Regions from separate parts of the Sus scrofa genome. Here region 1 is linked to region 2. Evidence: chromatin contacts called from public HiChIP or PLAC-seq data. All regions are on one chromosome and are shown on one strand. Each heading gives the region's core, a stretch centred on a gene start, on an enhancer-like site or on the middle of the called end of the contact. The rest is flanking DNA. Distances are from core to core; before and after follow the strand shown.

Evidence for each region. HiChIP or PLAC-seq counts read pairs in DNA pulled down with a chosen protein or histone mark.
Region 1: a contact with region 2 is called in an H3K27ac HiChIP or PLAC-seq map of skeletal muscle. The contact joins two enhancer-like sites. A contact is called at or near these places in 1 of 5 promoter capture datasets (liver), 19 of 47 Hi-C or Micro-C datasets (alveolar macrophages, embryonic fibroblasts, epiblast stem cells and 10 more) and 2 of 2 datasets of contacts at active chromatin or transcription factors (alveolar macrophages and skeletal muscle).

What each region holds. Positions count from the first base shown.
Region 1 is chr3:102,205,943-102,209,562 of Sscrofa11.1, forward strand. No RefSeq gene overlaps it. Among named protein-coding and RNA genes, the nearest start is that of RMDN2, 100 kb to the right of the region's middle. Within about 2 kb of position 1,904, at least 29 of the 83 cell types and tissues checked have an H3K27ac peak or open chromatin away from gene starts, as enhancers often do. A contact at or near this core is called in omental adipose tissue, retroperitoneal adipose tissue and skeletal muscle, where this site is marked.
Region 2 is chr3:102,047,831-102,051,685 of Sscrofa11.1, forward strand. No RefSeq gene overlaps it. Among named protein-coding and RNA genes, the nearest start is that of ATL2, 93 kb to the left of the region's middle. Within about 2 kb of position 1,586, at least 8 of the 83 cell types and tissues checked have an H3K27ac peak or open chromatin away from gene starts, as enhancers often do. A contact at or near this core is called in omental adipose tissue, retroperitoneal adipose tissue and skeletal muscle, where this site is marked.

The sequences.
Region 1 (3,620 bases), core at 654-3,153, 160 kb after region 2:
AGTACATAGATTTGATGTTTTTATAGATTATGCACCATTTAAAGTTATTACAAAATAATGGCTATATTCTCTGTGTTGCACAATATAGCCTTGTATCTTATATATTTTATAGATAGTAGTTTGTACCTCTTGATGCCCTATCTTGTCCATCTCCTCTTTGCTCTCCTCATTGGTAACCACTAGTTTGTTTTCTATATCTGTGAGTCTGTTTCTATTTTGTTATATATATTCATTTGTTTTATTTTTTAGATACCACATGTAAGTGATAATATTTTTGAATTAATAAGAACAGACAAAGAAGTTAAATTTCTTGGGCTTATCAGACACAACTTAGAATAGATTTACAAGGAGATCCTGCTGAATAGCATTGAGAACTATGTCTAGATACTCATGTTGCAACAGAAGAAAGAGTGGGGAAAAAACTGTAATTGTAATGTATACATGTAAGGATAACCTGACCCCCTTGCTGTACAGTGGGAAAATAAATAAAAAAAAAAGAGAGAGAAAAAAAAAAAGAAGTTAAATTTCAGCGGCAAACAGCAAAGTGGGAATGAACTTTTAATTTTGAGAGATTGAATAGATTGAGGTTTTAAGACTCTGACCTTAGATTTTTGCTTCATCTAAAAAATGCAGGACATATTCCACGCCTACTCCACCCCCAGCTGCACACTAGTCCTTTTCCTTGAGTATTTCATTCATTCATTTTTTTTTCTTTTGACATGACAGCTTTTGTTTTTAATGTGGTTGATAAACATTCATTCCTTCATTTTGTCCAGGATACTTGCCTTAATTAATAAGGGCAGTTAATATTCAATAAAATAGAATGGATGAGAATAATCTATTACGTGGAAATCTTTTTCTGCTGACCTTTTTATCTAGTGAAAGGCTTGACTTCTCAGACTCCTAATGGGACTCTCCAGGCTTTCACAGCCACACCCTCACAGATGGCAGGGCCATCCAGTGCCAAGGCTCCTTATTTCTTCCAGACTTTAGCTCCCATTACTGTGAAATCAGGAAAAGTAATTGTGAAGTATAATTGCATACAATGTCATTGATACTTTGGCTTGAGAACATCACTTTAGCAGCCAAAAGTTATGGCTAGGAATTGGTTTAAGAGAATACTCACTTGCTTTCCAGACGTACTAACCTAGGGTCTTGGAAATGGTCACAAAGGATCCAGTTAAATATTTTCTTAGGAAAAAATTTCTTTAACAAAATTGTAATTGGGGTCAGGTGTTTGCAAAAATGCAAGCAGAGCTGGATGCCACCCAGTCAATCTGGTAGAATCTAAGACCAGAACACAGGGTGAGAAATGAATGCAGCTTTGGACATAAAACAAGTGTGGTTGTTGCAAACTCATAGAGGTTGTTTCTCTAACCTCAAAGCCAGTCCGTTTTCCTACACACGTGCAACAGAAGTTTTGTTTTGCCCTTCTTTTGGTTCAATGACTCACATACTCTCTGCTTTCAAGTTTGGATGCACAGTTATAATTCTCAGAGAATGGAAGAGAAAGAAAAGAAATATATTCAAATGCATTCAGAAACAATTATTTCGAATGAGAAAGACTGGAGGGAAAGAATCCAGCTTAAATAGGTATGGGCAGGGTAAACAGCAGCTTCTGCTTGAGCATCTTTATTCACTCGCACACAGGCTGGTCTTCAGTAAGACTTTTAAACGTGAGTCAAGTATGAGGGGAAGAAATGAAACTGAAATATGCTGAGTACTCACTATGTTGAATTGCCAGCTAAATGCATGAATGCACAAAACGATCCTGTGAGGGAGGCAGTGATGTCACCTGCCAAAATTCTACACTGAAAAGTGGCCTTGGCTGGACATTCCCTGGAGATGAATTGGCTCCAAAGTCTGCTGTCTCGGGACCAGAGAGCTCGTCACTTCCCAGCCTGCCTGCATTTGGACAAACAGTCCGTCCATTTTCCAGTCCCTGTGATCCTTGGCGTTTCACAAGCACTGCCCCTCCTTCGTCTTGGGCACGTGCCACACTGACTGTGTGAAGCGCCAGGGAGACTCAGAGCACTCCTATCTTCTGAGAGAAGCATACTCAAGCAAGGGGAAAAAAGGGGTAGGAAAGGTCAGGCTTTGTTTTATAATCCTAAAACCTCTCTCCTCTAACCTGTGGGCCAGGGATTTTTTGCTTGAGCCAAAGGCCATCCATAGGTTGGACTAGTAGCCTGTGAGGTGGCCTGATTCGAGAACTCTCTGTGATAGGAGTGAAGGAGTGACTACCCTGTATATTGGGACACGTGACCAATCAGAACCGTTCCTGCTTTCAGAGACCTTGACTGAATAGGATTAAAGAGCTCGGCTCTCCTCCAACCAGAGGGAACATGCAAAACCCTGGCTGAACATGACAGGGAAGGGAAGGCTTCCTTTGAAATCAGTGTCACTGGAGCCACTGGAACTGGTTCAGCCCCCTTGAGATCCCTTTAGGTGGTAAAAAGGCTACATAAACTTACTAACTAAATATGTTATACAAATAAACAACACAGTGTTACACAAATTGCGCAACAGTCCAGCACACATCTAGCAGCCCCTGAGATCTGTGTGCGTCAGGGCTCAGAGTCACTCCACTAGCCTGCACAAGCTTCCAGCGTCTTTGAACCGTTTTTAATTCTGCTTCAATTCTTATTTGCCTCCTTTTGTTTCTTTCTCTCTCAATATCGCCTAGTGTGTACTTTTTGTTTGTGTGTGTTTCAACAAAGTGTTATTGGTTTGTACACATGTGTTTTTAATTTGTGTAAATGCTGGTTTATCTCATCCTGTTGCTTAATCTCTTAACACCTTATTTTAATTTATTTTTGTAAATTTTTTTGGCTGAACCCTTGGCATATGGAAGTTCCTGGGTCAGAGATCAAATCCCAGCCACAGCTGTGACCTACGCCACAGGTCACAGCTACCTAGGTCACAGGTCACCTATGCCTACCTAGGTCACAGCTGTGGTAATTCCAGATCCTTAACCCACTGTGCTGGGCCAGGGACTAAAACCGTGCTTTCCACAGTAACCCAAGCTGTTGCAGTGGATCCTTAACTCACTGCGACACATCATTAACTTCAGCACATTTTTTTAACATCCCATGCCTGTCTAATTCCATGGTTTAACTACTGCCTAGAGTTCCACGATGTTCATCCACCACAGTTACTCTAGATGGCTTCCAACTCCATTTATCCCCAACTAATGCTTCAAGGAACATCCTTGTATGTGTTCCCGTGCTGACCTATACACAATTTGTAATACACACCATACCCGTGATTAGAATTGCCAAGAAAGCAAATCTATGGCTGCATAATTTAAGTGCTGCATGCATGTTCTGCAGAATGTGAAACCAGCCCACACTCTCATCAGCTGTGCAAGAGGGTTGCCTTATACCTGCATCCCCACCAACATATGGCATGACCTCATCATTATTTTTAAATGAAATACATACCCTTTAGGAAGGGTTTTTTGCATTAAGTAGCTTTTTTAAAAAGAAAGGAAAAAAAGGAGACACCTACACTCATTTTCAAATACTTCCTGTAGATATAATTGTGTTTATATCACACCTCCTTTCTTAGATGGTACATTCATTGAAAGCAGGGCCTGGGTCCAAGAACTTTCTTACTGG
Region 2 (3,855 bases), core at 336-2,835:
CTTGGTCACCGGGCCAGGGCGTGATTTGCCTTAGAGGCCTAAGAGCTTGCTGTGCTTCCGGGAGGGGTGAGCTCAGGCCCAGTGTGTGGTGGGGGTGGCGGGTGTCACATGGGTGGAGACGGGACTGAGCCCCCCTGCCCCTACCCCCGCGCAGTGGCCCCCATTCTCTGCCCAAGCTCTGCAGGTCCCCCATTGAGATAAGCCTGGATTCGGTCAGTCTTGTGGTGTGTCTGCCTCAGCTGGCCATTCTCATCCTTTGATGCTCCCTCCCGGTCAGAGGGGGTGGTGAGGGCGCGCAGGGTGGGCTGCTATTCCTGACTCCCGCCCCGACCTGGCGGGAAGGCGGCTGCTTGCCAGGCACAGGTGCTCCGAGGAACCGGAAAGCTGGAGAGCCTGCTGAGAACGTGGCAGAATGTCAGGCCGGACAGGGAGGCGAGAGGACGGAGGGAAGAAGCAGGTGGGGTGGAGAATAATAAACTCCTTCATGGTTCTGAAGGCTCTCGGAGTCTGATTTTCAATGATAAATAATCCCAGGGTTTGTTCAAAGCTCAGCAATGGTGCCGAGTGCCCTACAGCTGGACGAGTCAGCCTGCTTGACTTTTCCCATCTCCCGGGGTGTGACAACCTCCCTGATGGCCTTTACAGTGATGGAGGAGGGGTTCTGAGAACACAGCTGAAAGACAGTTATTGAACATTTATCAACGTTCCCACCAGGTCTGTTTACTGAGTTTTTGTGCAGGTATGTCAACAGAGAAGGTGGTTTTTGTAGTGGCAAGGTTTTAGTTTATACAGCTAATCTTTACTGAATACCTAATATGTGCCTATGGGCCCATCCTGCACTAGGCATTGAAGTGGAAGGAGAGGCATAGAAAAATGAGTCATTGTTCCTGAGTGGGGGAGGCAAAGACATGGGGAAGATGATGTGCTAGAATAGTGGCCTTGCTCAGATGCTCTGAGAGGCTTCAGAGCAACCGGGAAGCTCTCGAGGGCTGGCTGCATTTAAACTGGTTCTTGCAAGAGCATGGGGAGAACAGGGCAAGAGGACTGAATTTGAAGTCCTGTCAAGAAAGCTCAGGAAGGGAGTTCCCGTCGTGGCTCAGCAGAAACGAATCTGACTAGAGAACCATGAGGTTGTGGGTTCCATCCCTGGCCTCACTCATTGGGTTAAGGATCCGATGTTGCCATAAACTGTGGTGTAGGTTGCAGACGTGGCTTGGATCTGGCGCTGCTGTGGCTGTGGTGTAGGCTGGCAGCTGTAGCTAGCCTGGGAACCTCCATATGCCACAGATGCAGCCCTAAAAAGCAAAAAAAAAAAAACCAACAAAAAACTCAGGAAGCGAATGAGATCCCTAAAGTCCAGCACAAGGAGCCAGTGGACAGAAAGAGCCCAACCAAAGAGAAAGGCCGGTGGGAGGGGTGGGAGCCAGGCAGGGCCCCAGGGTCAGGGAGTGGAGGCCGAAACCAGAAGCTATGGGCTTTTTTTTTTTTTTTTTTTTTCCCCCAAACTCTGTGGCTGGAAAGGACTTTCTCCAAGACAGCCTGAGCAGCCTTAAAGCTGGGACAGGGTGTGGTGCTCCCTGGGGTGGGAGAACCTTGTTCCTTCTCCGCAATCCCAGGCCCAGTCCGCTTTGCCATCGCACACTAGTGATGGCCTGGCCAAATCATTTTTGATTCAAAAGAAATACTTTTCAGGCAACACCAAGAAATCCCAGAAAACATATCATTTGAAGAAAATGTCCTTCTAGGGTTTTAATTAAGGTGGAGGCAAGGCTGGGTGGAGTTCAAAATCATGTTTCTACCCAAAGGAATGAAATGGTACATGGTGTCCTTTCAAACATCGCTGTGCTTTGGGAATGTTGGGCTCTAGGGTTGTAGGGGAGGGTAAAATTATCTCACTGTAATTTGAGAAAAAGTGGCCTTTTTTTCTTCTTTTTTTTTTCCTTCTTATTCCCTGTAGAAGTAAAAGCAAAATGTGTGTGTGTGCGCGTGTGCGTGCGCATGCGCGTGTGTGTGTGTGTGTGCGTGTGCGTGTGCGTGTGCGTGTGTGTGTGTGTGTGTGTGTGTGTTGCTGGCTGGAATATCAGGTGACGAGACATCTGATAAAAGACTTGTTGTATGTGTTCTTCAATCAGTTGCCTTGGAAAGAAATTCTTAAATCTTTCAAAAATCAACATTTCCAAGCCTCATAGAAAGGATTTTACCAGAACAACAGGAAAAGACATCACATCTTTCCCAAGTCAGTCCTTCTAACACTCTTCTTTTCCCTACTGTTTTTTCTTCATAGAAAAGAAGCAATTTGTCCAAGGGAGGAAGATTCAGAACACTGTTCCCGCCTCAACCCCACCTTGAACAATTCATTTCCCAAACTTTTTGGGCTTTGTGGGCTTATTAGAAGCTGAATGTAATAATATGCATTTAAGATTCCTCTAAATCTTTTCATAGCTTAATTTCTTTTGAACACTGAATAATAGTCCATTGTCAGGGTGTACCACAGTTTATCCATTCACCTACTGAAAGATATTTTGGTTGCTTCCAAGTTTTTGGCAATTATGAAAAAAATCTTCTCTAAACATCAGTGTGCAGGTTTTTATGTGGACATAAATTTTCAGCTCATTTGGGTAAAAGCCAAGGGGTGCCACTGCTGAATCATATGGAACTGCCAAAGTGTCTTCCAAAGTGGCTGTACCATTTTGCATTCCAATCAGCAACGAATGGGAATGCAGGGAAGAAACATGAGTAAGAAAGCAAAAAGCTGATACAGGAAAAGATCACTTGCTTCTCTAAAAAGTAATAAAAAAGGAACCATGAAAAGATCTTGCATTATACAGAGGCCTTATAAGAAGAAAGAAAGGGAAGGGGAAAAGAAATCAAATGAAGCATAAGCTTCAGAAAAACACTGGAGTCTAGCTGATAAAAACTGTGACGTTAAAACATTACACACTTATTACCATGGCCAAAATTTGAAACACTGACAGCAAAGAATGCTGGCCAGGATGTGGAGCAATAGGACCTCCCGTCCATCGCCAAAAACTTGGACGCAAACAAAATATCTTTCAGTTGGTGAATGGATAAACTGTGGTACACCCTGACAATGGAATATCATTCAGTGTTCAAAAGAAATTAAGCTATGAAAAGATTAGGAGGGACCTTAAATGCATATTATTACTAAATGAAAGAAGCCAACCTGCGAAGACTGTGTACCATATGATTTCAACTATATGACATTCTGGAAAAGGCAAAACTATGGTGACAGTAAAAAGACCAGTGGTTGAGAGGGGCTAGTGAGGATGGAAGGATGGGGCACAGAGGATTTCTAGGGTGGTGGAACTATTTCGTATGATACTATTATGGCAGATTCATGCCACCATTCATTTGTTAAAACTCAGAGGATGTACAACACCAGCAGTGAACCCTAAAGTAAACCAGGGGCTCTCAGTGATAATGATGTGTCAGTGTAGGTTCACCAGTTATGATAAATGTGCCTCTCTGGTGGGGGATGTTGATGGTGGGGGAGGTTATGCATGTGTGAGGACAGGAGTATTGAGAACTCTGTATTTTCCACTCCATTTTGCTGTGGTCCCAAAACCTCTCTAAAAATGAAGTCTATTTTAAAAAATTATGACAAAACGTTTTGCGATTAATGGCACAAGTAATCAGATCAAGAGCCCATGGAAGAGATACAAAAGATCAGGGGAGATATCGCAATGACAAAAGTTGCTGAAGTGGAAATGGGTTTAATATAAATCACTAAATAAGATTCACAGGGAGACAGAGCCTTGAAGAGCCTTTGCTGAGTTAGAGCGGGAGGCTGGCTGCCGACTCCCCACAAAAGTGGACACTGGCTCAGACTTTGGA